Regions from separate parts of the Columba livia genome. Here region 2 is linked to region 1. Evidence: chromatin contacts called from public Hi-C data. All regions are on one chromosome and are shown on one strand. The core of a region is the stretch at or near the end of the contact, and the rest is flanking DNA. Distances in the headings are between cores, read along the strand shown. Region 1 has its middle 3.6 kb from the start of CDCA4. Region 2 holds the start of CLBA1 (clathrin binding box of aftiphilin containing 1).

Evidence for each region. Hi-C and Micro-C count contacts between places; a contact is called where the count stands out from the background.
Region 2: a Hi-C map of crop shows a contact between it and region 1, with 5 times the contacts expected there. The contact joins the promoter of CLBA1 here to the enhancer-like site in region 1. A contact is called at or near these places in 2 of 2 Hi-C or Micro-C datasets (crop and liver).

The regions. Positions count from the first base shown.
Region 1 is chr5:9,333,594-9,338,421 of bColLiv1.pat.W.v2, reverse strand. No RefSeq gene overlaps it. Among named protein-coding and RNA genes, the nearest start is that of CDCA4, 3.6 kb to the left of the region's middle. Within about 2 kb of position 2,606, at least 2 of the 3 cell types and tissues checked have an H3K27ac peak away from gene starts, as active enhancers do.
Region 2 is chr5:9,382,270-9,386,806 of bColLiv1.pat.W.v2, reverse strand. CLBA1 (clathrin binding box of aftiphilin containing 1) reads left to right here and starts at 2,059. Exons shown (of 7, transcript XM_065063299.1): 1 at 2,059-2,143; 2 at 3,272-3,340; 3 at 3,459-3,949. The coding sequence starts at 3,307.

The DNA.
Region 1 (4,828 bases), core at 1,357-3,856:
TTCAACGTGCTTATGGCCCCGTGGTGCAAAAAATACGAGTCAAAACTTTGAAAGAGCAACACGACGAAGGTGCTCTCAGATTCTATTCAGCTTGACATTAGCTACTTCTAGTCTAGCTGCAAAGAATTCAAATAGGTAATCCCACAATAAATCCTGCAGGAACCTTTGAGTCTCTCCCTTTTGAGGCAGCGTGGGTGCTGTTCCCTGCAGGATCGCTGCTGGAAGAGTTCATTGGCATTGCTTTTTCTACTGATGGCATCATCTATACACTGAGATGTATAGATGCTTGGTAAGCATTCATAAGTCCCCTCTCCTTTTTACTTCTGTTTTCGTTTTTTTTTTTAGGTACAATGAGAGGGTCCTGACATTTTTGGTTTTGTTGTTTTCCAATAAATTCTCCGGTGAAATGAAAGTATGTCTGGCTTAAAAACTACATCACCTGTGTTTCTGATTAAGCCACTGAAAGGCAAATGGTGAAAGGTTCTCAGCACTCTGTCCTCTTTGAAAAGCTGAGAAACTATGTCTCGTCAAAGTATGACAAGATTTCATTATTCTCAGGAGGAAACAACTCTCACATCACACATGTGAGAAACAAAACTTGAGAAGTCAAAATGAAGAAATCTGGACAGACCTATGCAAAACAATATAGCCCAAAGAATTTTCTAGAAAGCAATCCCTGATAGGACTGAAAGAACATTATAAAGAATATAATTGAATTGTAAACACAATGTGATAAAAAATGATCAAATTTTAGCCACATGCTGCAGTTTTTCATTGTCTTACTGGTTTCAGTAAATGAAACTTTCACACCAGAGTTAAAAACAAGTGAAAACCTGGTAATTTCCTAAACAGATATTTATATATTGAGAAAGCTATCTCGGCCCATGAAACTTATACAGCTAAGATAATCTGCAAGCAAAAGCAGAAGTTGAAGTTCTAGGGGCAAAGCTTGGAGCAGAACTGGAAAGAAATGTCTGCAAAGCAATCTGATAGGGGAAGCTGAAATGAAGAAAGTATCTTCATAAAAATAAAAAAAGGGGGGGAGAATTGCTGGTTAGAAATGACAGGACACTTAAATCGAAAGGTGATTCAGAATATGTCCTAAAGCTTCTAGACAACTGAGAGGCATTGCACCTTGTGAGACACTGCGGAGCAACCTGCTTGCTGATGAAATGACTGTGGGTGACCGGGAAGAAAATGATGCAACCAGCTCAGCAGATTTCTCCTGGGAAGATAGGTCACCAGTGGCACCCGGCAGAATCCAGAACGAGCGGCAGCCCTGAGGGGATTTAAAAGCACTGGCAGCTTTTATGAAAGCGTGATCACCAGAGAGGGGTGAATGCGATGCACTTTTTGCGTGAAAATAGGAGGTACAGGGCTGGTTAAGAAGAGCCGGCATCACCTCAACTCTCCGAGCAGGTCGAGGTGCGGATCCATCCTTGGCACGTCACAGGGCTTCTTTGGGCTGGAGCCAAGTGGAGCTGCCACCCTGAGCCCCTTCCCTGAGCTGGGCAGGGGTTGGTTTGTTCTCAGTGTGGGTGATGGACAGGCCTGGCTTGCATCTGTGAGAGCTGCTGAGCACAGGGGCTCCGGCAGCGGCTGCAGAGCCGCGCTGGCAGCTCCGGCTCTTCCCATCCCGCAGCCAGCCTGCTCCGGCACAGAGCCGGCTCTCCCGGGAGTCACGGCTTCTTCCTCCAGCGGTGGCTGGTACTGGGTGGTGTGACCTGCCTGCCATGCTCCTTGGAAATCAGCCACTGTTCCTTCCCTCCCCCTGTCCCTCCCAGCCCCCTTCCTTCCCTTCTGGAGTAAGGCTGTGCTGGGCTGTGCCTGATGCCTTTGCTGCTCCTTTCTTAGAGCTGCTCAGCCCCTGCTGAGCTGGCCAGACTTTTCACACATCAGCGGTGACGGGAAAGCTGGTTTAGAGTTGGATGGCGCTTGTAAAACCGCAGAAATTAATAGGAACTCAATGGCTGGGAGCAGGGCTGAAACTGCACTTTTAAATTATTTTTTAATAAAAAAAGAAAAAAAGATGGAATTTCCACTTTATTTCTACAGTTTCAAGCTGCACAAAGAATCTCAGTCTATGACATTTCCACATTACCAATGATAGTAATAATACTGGGTTTTAATAGTTTTAAAGGGCTAAGGCAGATAACCCTTATGTAGATGAATAAGACACAGAAATACATGCAGAGTGAAGTTCCTCACTTTCCACTGGATCCCTGCACTGGTATTATTTCCAGCCTGTGGCACAGTCTCTTGGAGGGAGTGTTTCTTGGGCTCTGACAGGCACCGTCTCTCACTTGATGTTTGTATGAGGCTTAGCGCAGTGTTTCACAACCGGTGGCTTACAAGGCCTCAGATAAAGAGGCTAGGAAAATTAGTCAGGAGGTTGCTTAAGCTTTGAAACAAACAGTTTCAGCAAGATAGGATGGGAGTCCTGTCTCAATAACAATACTGAGTGGACAATGAGGCATTTTCCACTCTGTGCTCCTGCAGTGTGTTCTGTTTGAGGGCCCTGGGGTTTATGTAGCTGGGCGAATAGCTCAGCGTGCACCCGTGCAGAGGCAGGAGAACGTGTGCTGGCGCTGCTGGTGCTTGGAGCCAACCAGACATGACTCAGCCCTGAGCTGGCAGCTGTAAGCAGTCGTCAGGGCAGAGCTGTGCTCTGGCCAAGCCAGGCTTAGTGAGAGACAAGGTGTGTTAGCTCAAGCTCTGTGCTGTACCAGCAGGACTGCCTGAGGTTTGGAAGAGTTTTGGCTGTGTTCCTGATGATTCAGATGGGAGCAGAGCTTGCTTGCCTCTGCCTGGTAAAGGCAATGTGGACTTGCTCTGAGTCTGTATTGTTTCCCTCATAATTACTGTTTGATTAAAGCATTTAAGATATGTTTGTCTTTTTAATTTGGCTCCAGTGTAGGGCAGGAGGCCCACTCATAATGTACCTGTTTCCTTTAAGCCCAACCTGGCAAATTCTGATTACCTCTGAGATAAGCAACGTTATTAAACAGTCTTCAGTGCTTCTGCAGACAAACACATTCCTGCAGCAGAGCTAGCCTGAAAAATCCAGGAGCAGATGGAAGAAAGGCTAAGGAGGGTCATTAAATGTGGCTGTTCCCTAAGAAGTAAGCCGGTTGCAGAAGCTTGGCTGGGCCCCTGTAAGCCAGGTACAGGATACAGTTGCGTTGCGGGCAGTCTGCAGTCACAGTGCACTGAATTTAGGAGTAAGTGTTTTTGTATCCTTATAGCGTGTTAATGTGTGGACCACCAAAGGTGGCTGAAAATTCTGCTCAGCCTTCAGTAAAGGTAAGCTTCTCCTTTGCTTCTCTGAGCCCAGAAAGGCTGTTTGGTTGTTGGAGGGGGCTGGACAAAGAACAAGGGGCACCTGGTGCTGGTAAAACAAACCAAAGCATTCATAGTAAATGAGTATTTGTGGGCTAACTGTAGCTTGATGTTAGATGATAATGATGCTGGCGTCAAATGTTAGCGGCTTACAAAATGAGAACAGCATAGTCAGAGCACTCATCACACCAACTGATCTCTGCACCAGCTAATACATGTCTGAATATGGTAACAGTTGGCTGGCTGTGTTGGCTCAGCTGGGCATTTGTGCTGGCAAAAATCCGCAGAGCAGTAGCAGACAGGTGACAGGGGGCATGTGGCTGTCAGGACAACAGTGGCAATGCACATCTGTTCCTAGGCACAAGTCCGTCTGCCTCAGGCCACCAGCCTCAGGCCTTGCGTTTTACGGCTGTAGGTATCTGATCTATCTGTTGGGAGGCCAGGGGGATTAGGGATGACATGAGCTAAGAAACAAGCAAAGAATGAGCTAAAAAGAACCTGTTCAGACCAAGAAACCTTGTGTACTAAAACCAGCACCAGTGTGTTTATCCAGATCAGCTGGTGACTTTATGGAGCCAACAATAAATTGGTAAGAAGAGGTATTAATATGTTTCAACTGCAGATACAGTGGAAGCAGGACACAGGAAAGCTGTTAGGCTTGTACTAGTCTGCAAACTCTTCCAAACATCTGATCTCCCCAAGGGAGCAAAGAGACACAAGCCAGAGAAGCCCAAAGGCCAACTGCGAAATGGCGAAATGGCAGAACAGCAAAAAGCCGTGACCCTAATGGACTGAAACTTCTGGCCTTAACTAATGAGCAGAAAAAACCAAATGGAACTAACTGGCTGAAAAGCCATCTCAAATTATGTACAGAGCATGATGCTAATGGTAGGAAATATTTCATTGATCAGTCTGGATGTCAGTCTAAGGTGCTGTCTTGTTCTGTTCCCTCCCAGAGGCTATCTTGCACCTGCAGCTGGATAGCTGGAAAGTCCTTCGTTTCTCTGACAACAGCCAAGATAGCAGTGAGTTCTTACATTCTCTTCATACCAGCTCAAAAACACAGCTAGATACTGAAAGAAAAAACGTTAACTCTGTCCTAGGGAAGAGCAATGTTATTTCATTATTCTTAAAGATAACTCGAAACAAAAGACACTGCTAGCTGTGAAAAGTGAAAAGTTTCTAACTGTATGAAGAAAATGAACTCCATCTCAGTCAAAACAGCACAGCTCCTCAACCACCAGAATGTGACCAAATAAAAATAAAAGAAGTGGTTTTGGCAAGATTTACAGTTGCCAGCCAGTTCAGAGGAATATTCTCTGTGGTGGGCGATATGCAAAACTAAAAAAGCCAAAGGGGCTACAAAACATGCTTGAGGGATTCCAGCCATGAAACCACAGATAATGTGAATTGCACACTGGCAGGCAGGGACCAGAAGCCGGTGTGTGGCTTTGTGTTGGTGATGACCATCTGTGGTAGGAACAAAGCC
Region 2 (4,537 bases), core at 810-3,309, 49 kb before region 1:
GGCAGATTTGGAAAACCCACACACCCCTTCCCCTCTGGATGCAAAGCGTGGTACAAACAGGAGCATCTCAGTCTCTGTGTGGTCTGTTTGTAGTTTTTTCCTTTGGGAAGACACAGGTGAAAACATAAAGCCATGTAAAACAATCTCGGTAGCCAAAAAAATATTGAGCTGCCTTCAAAACCGAAAAGAGTTGCAAGCCCAAAGGTCCCCACCACATAAACTTACTGCAACGTGGGATGGTGATGCTACCGCAACAAGTGTCAGACACTCCGGGCTTTGGTCACAGTCTCACCGGGCTGGTCGGATATCCTCAGCTGCAGCCTGCCATGGGATGGCCATGGAGGGCAAGGAACTGCTCCAAAGCAGAAAGAAAACAAATTTAGAAAATCTTTCAGAGACCTGCTGATAAAGTTTCTTTGGCTCTGCGTCTGGGCATTGCTCCCAAATTCAGCCTCTCACCCTCAGATAAAGCACTAGAGCCTGGAATGAGAGTTAGATGTGTGGGAGTGCACGTATCTGTGCCTAGGCTGGAAAACGTGTACTGTAATGCCTAGAAAATGCTTTTTACCTTGGGATTTGCTCCAGAAAAACCCTTTTCTGTGCTTTTACAACTGTCCCCTGTTGCTTGGGACTGCCCAGGTGTGAAACCCAGACCTGAGGAGGGGAAGACTGAGGAATTTGTGTCCTTCCCTCTGTCACCCAGCTGTGGGAGCAGCTGGACTCAGCCACGCCACCTCCAGACAGCGCTGCTCCTCAGGAGGTGGGCAAGAAGACATGGTCACCTCAGGCTGCAGGGTGACCTGTCACAGAGGACAGACGGACCCACAGCTTCTGCCTTTACCTCCTACAATGGGAGGATCCAGTCCCAGCCTCAGCTTCCTCGTGGGGCAAAAAGAAGGGGAGAGGAAGAGGAGATCCTGAGAGACTGTTGCTGGCCCATCCCTACCATTTTATCATGAGATTATACTACTGGGTGGATTGATTGTTACTCTTTTTAAGTCCATGTCCTGGAAACTTGTCATGATGTGAGGATTTTAGTTATACTCAAACCAAACACAAACCACCACCATCAAACTCTGAGTCCTTAGCCTGCCGGCTCACAGAAAGAAGCTGGAAAAATGGGAATACTTTTCTTTTTCACATAATTATTTTAAAATCAATCTCTTTCTGGAGAGCAGGAGTTGGCTTTTGGATGTAAAACAGTGGAGTGGTTTCAGCCCAAGGGAGATGAAGGTGAAGCCAATTGTAATGACAGAGGTGCAGGGGCAAGGTTGGAGAACTGGGGAAGTATTTGTCAGAGAAACAGGAGAGAACGGGGATCCTCCGGGACACCGCCTGGCTTGGGGATCATCCCACTGTACTCGACGCTGGTGAGGCCACACCTTGAATCCTGTGTTCAGCTTTGCACCCCTCACTACAGGAAAGACATTGAGGTGCTGGAGAGAGTGTAGAGGAGGGTGATGAAGCTGGTGAATGGTCTGGAAAACAAGTCTGATGGGGAGCGGCTGGGGGAACTGGGGCTGTTTAGCATGGAGAAAAGGAGGCTGAGGGGAGACCTTATCACTGTCTATAACTACCTGAAAGGAGGTTGTAGCATGGCGGGGGTTGGTCTCTTTTCCCAAGTAGCAAGTGACAGGACAAGTGAAAATGGCCTCAGGTTGTGCTGGAGAAGGTTTAGACTGGATATTAGGAAAAAATTTTCATGGAAAGGGTTGTCAGGGATTGGAACAGGCTGCCCAGGGAAGTGGTGGAGCCACCATCCCTGGAGGTGTTTAAATGACGTAGAGACGAGGTTCTTTGGGACATGGTTTAGAGTTACGTTATAGTTGGACTCTTCCAACTGCCATGATTCCATGATTCTGTGCTTCTAAGGGCTGAGGCTCCCCCGCCCCTGGCTGCTCCCCTGGGCAGCGCCGGGGGATCGGGCAGGCCCGGGCGGTGCAGATCCTCCCCCTCCCGCCGCGGGAGCAGCGCCCCGGCTGAGCGGCTCCGGGGCTCCGCTCTGCCCCCCTCCCCGCCAACCCGTCCCGCACAGCGGGCGCCCCCGCGGCCCCGCCCCGGCCGGTAACGCCCCGCGGCCCCGCCCCTGCCGACCTGCCGGCGCGGCCGGGCCCGGGGCGCTGGCCGGGGCGCAGGACGGGCGGTAAGGCTGCTCCGTACGGGTCTGAGCTGCCACAGCGGCCGGCGCCGCTCGGTCCCCCCGCAGCAGGGGGAGATGGGGCACGGCGGCGGTTCCCCGCTCCTCGGGGCTGTGGAGCTGGGCGGTTCGCCGTGTCCCCCCCGCCTCCTCCTCCCCGGGGGCGGGCAGGTGCCGGTGCCCGGTCACCGCGGGGCTCGGCGGTGGGAAGGGCGGGTGGAGGAGCCGCTTCCCCGGCTGAAGCGCCGGCGGCTGCGGGTCGGGGACGGGCTCGCACCCGCCGGGGTTTCCCCTGTACTGCCCGCCTGGGGGAGGGTGTCCCGGGGGAGGGTTCGGCGGCAGCAGCCCCGCCGTGTCCCGCTGGCCCTCCGGAGCCCCGCGGCGGGGGCGCAATCCAGAGCCCACCGGCCGGCCCTGTGCCACCTGCGAGGTGACCCTGGGGAACACAGCCCGAGATTGGCTCAGTTTGTTGAGCACAGAACGTGTCTAGTAGCGGCCAGTCTTTTCAGAAGTGTCGCTCCTACTGTAGCTCCTAACCCGCTCCCCAAAACAGCGTGCATCTTGACGAGATGTGGTTAATCTAAAGCGATAAATGCAATATTGCCCGTATAATTTACAGACGCTAGACTGAATTTACTAAATCTGCCTTAATTGCTTAAACAGTTGGAAGCACTGTATTTGTCACAGGATTAAACGGCCAGCTCTGGTGTTGCTGCAAATCACACCACTTCAGGAATCTTTCGGACAGGGAAAGCCCACACAAACAACAAAAGCAGTGTTTGAGCATACGCGAGAAGGATGAAATACATAGTTATAGAAAATATATAATGTGTTGGATATTGTTTATAATTATTTAGGCTTGTCTCCTGTGCATTCAGTACTCAATTAATACCCAAGAACTTTTGTTAAATATTTTTTGAGTATTGTTCACTGATTTAATGGCATTCTTGTGATGTGGGCAGATAGTTATGTGTAAATTTTAAATAATTTTCCCTGCAGCGATTTTCAGTTGTATAATACTGGAATGTGTTTATTTTAGCCTGAACATTCTTTCTCCTGCCTTATCAGCTATCTTTCTTTATTCCTACACAGCCCTTATCACAGAAGTATTTATTTACAATTCTTTCTTTGCAGACTAATATCCTACATAGAGAGTGAGACTGAATAACATGCACATGCTGATTACTGGAGGAGACACTGAAGGTCATCCTGTTTTTATTTAGCAGTGTTATTATTTGAGGTGAAATGATTAATTTGATTCTGTTTTGGAAATATTCAGATTTCTAATGCAACTGAACTTCTTTAGCCTTTTTTTTTGCAGTACGGATTTCAACAAATAAATTCTTCTTAAAGATGCAGAACCTGTCACCAGTAGAAAATCTTGCTAATACAGAAACATCTCACTGGATGTCTCTAGAAGACCTAACAGTTGAAGTAGGCAGTACGCCTCTTGATGGAAGTGACTGTAACTTGAATGAAAGGACAAGTAATGAAGAAATTACTAATCTTGAAGTAAAGCAGCTAAGCCTCCCTGTAGTAAACAGCAAAGGGAGAAGTAGTGAGGGCTTTTCTGAGAGCAGTTACGGTACCTCAGAACCCGGTGGTTCCTGGGGTGATTTTGAAGGCTTCAGGGAGTCCTTAGACAAATCAGAGGGATTCGGTCACAATCTTGACGTTTTGGGGAAGCCAACAAAAGCTTCTGGAGGTGACAGGGACTCGAGCCGTGGATGTTGCAGTGCTTCTGCTGGACACGTTCATCCTGAACCGTCTCTACATGGTGGGACACAGGAGGCCTTGAGCTCTCACAAGGAGGTAGGTGTCAATAGTAAACCAAAACCCAAACGTGTTTGTGTTACTGCTTCCTATAGCTCGAGATTTATATTTGAATGTCTTCTGTGTAGACGATAAGGCTGTACAGGGAGAGAGACCATCAGGCTACTTTGCAGCTAACCCAAGTGGAACAGAAGTGACTTTTTTACAGTGTTTGACAAATACTTAAGTTATCCTGCTGGAGAGCTTTAAAGAATGTTAATGTGCTACTTTGCTTCTAGACACTAGAATTCAGTAAGCACGTAGAAATGATGAACTTTGCCCTGAAGCACATGCAACTCAAAAGCTAGACAAGAATGAGCGTAGGAAACAAAAAACTGCTAAGGTGGGAAGCAAAAAAGGGGAGCCAAAAATTCTGTGGCTTGCCTGCAAGCTTATTGAACTAAACCAACATGAAGTTGAGTTAGAAGTTGGCAATAACAGTAACTTTTGTTATTCAGTATACTGCATGATTAATCCAGCAGTTTTTCTGGAATTTAGATTGATTGTGGGTAGAAGTTAACGATACAAATAAATGAATAGCAATAATTAGATATCATTTATTTTCTAGCATAGGATGTTACATTGTCT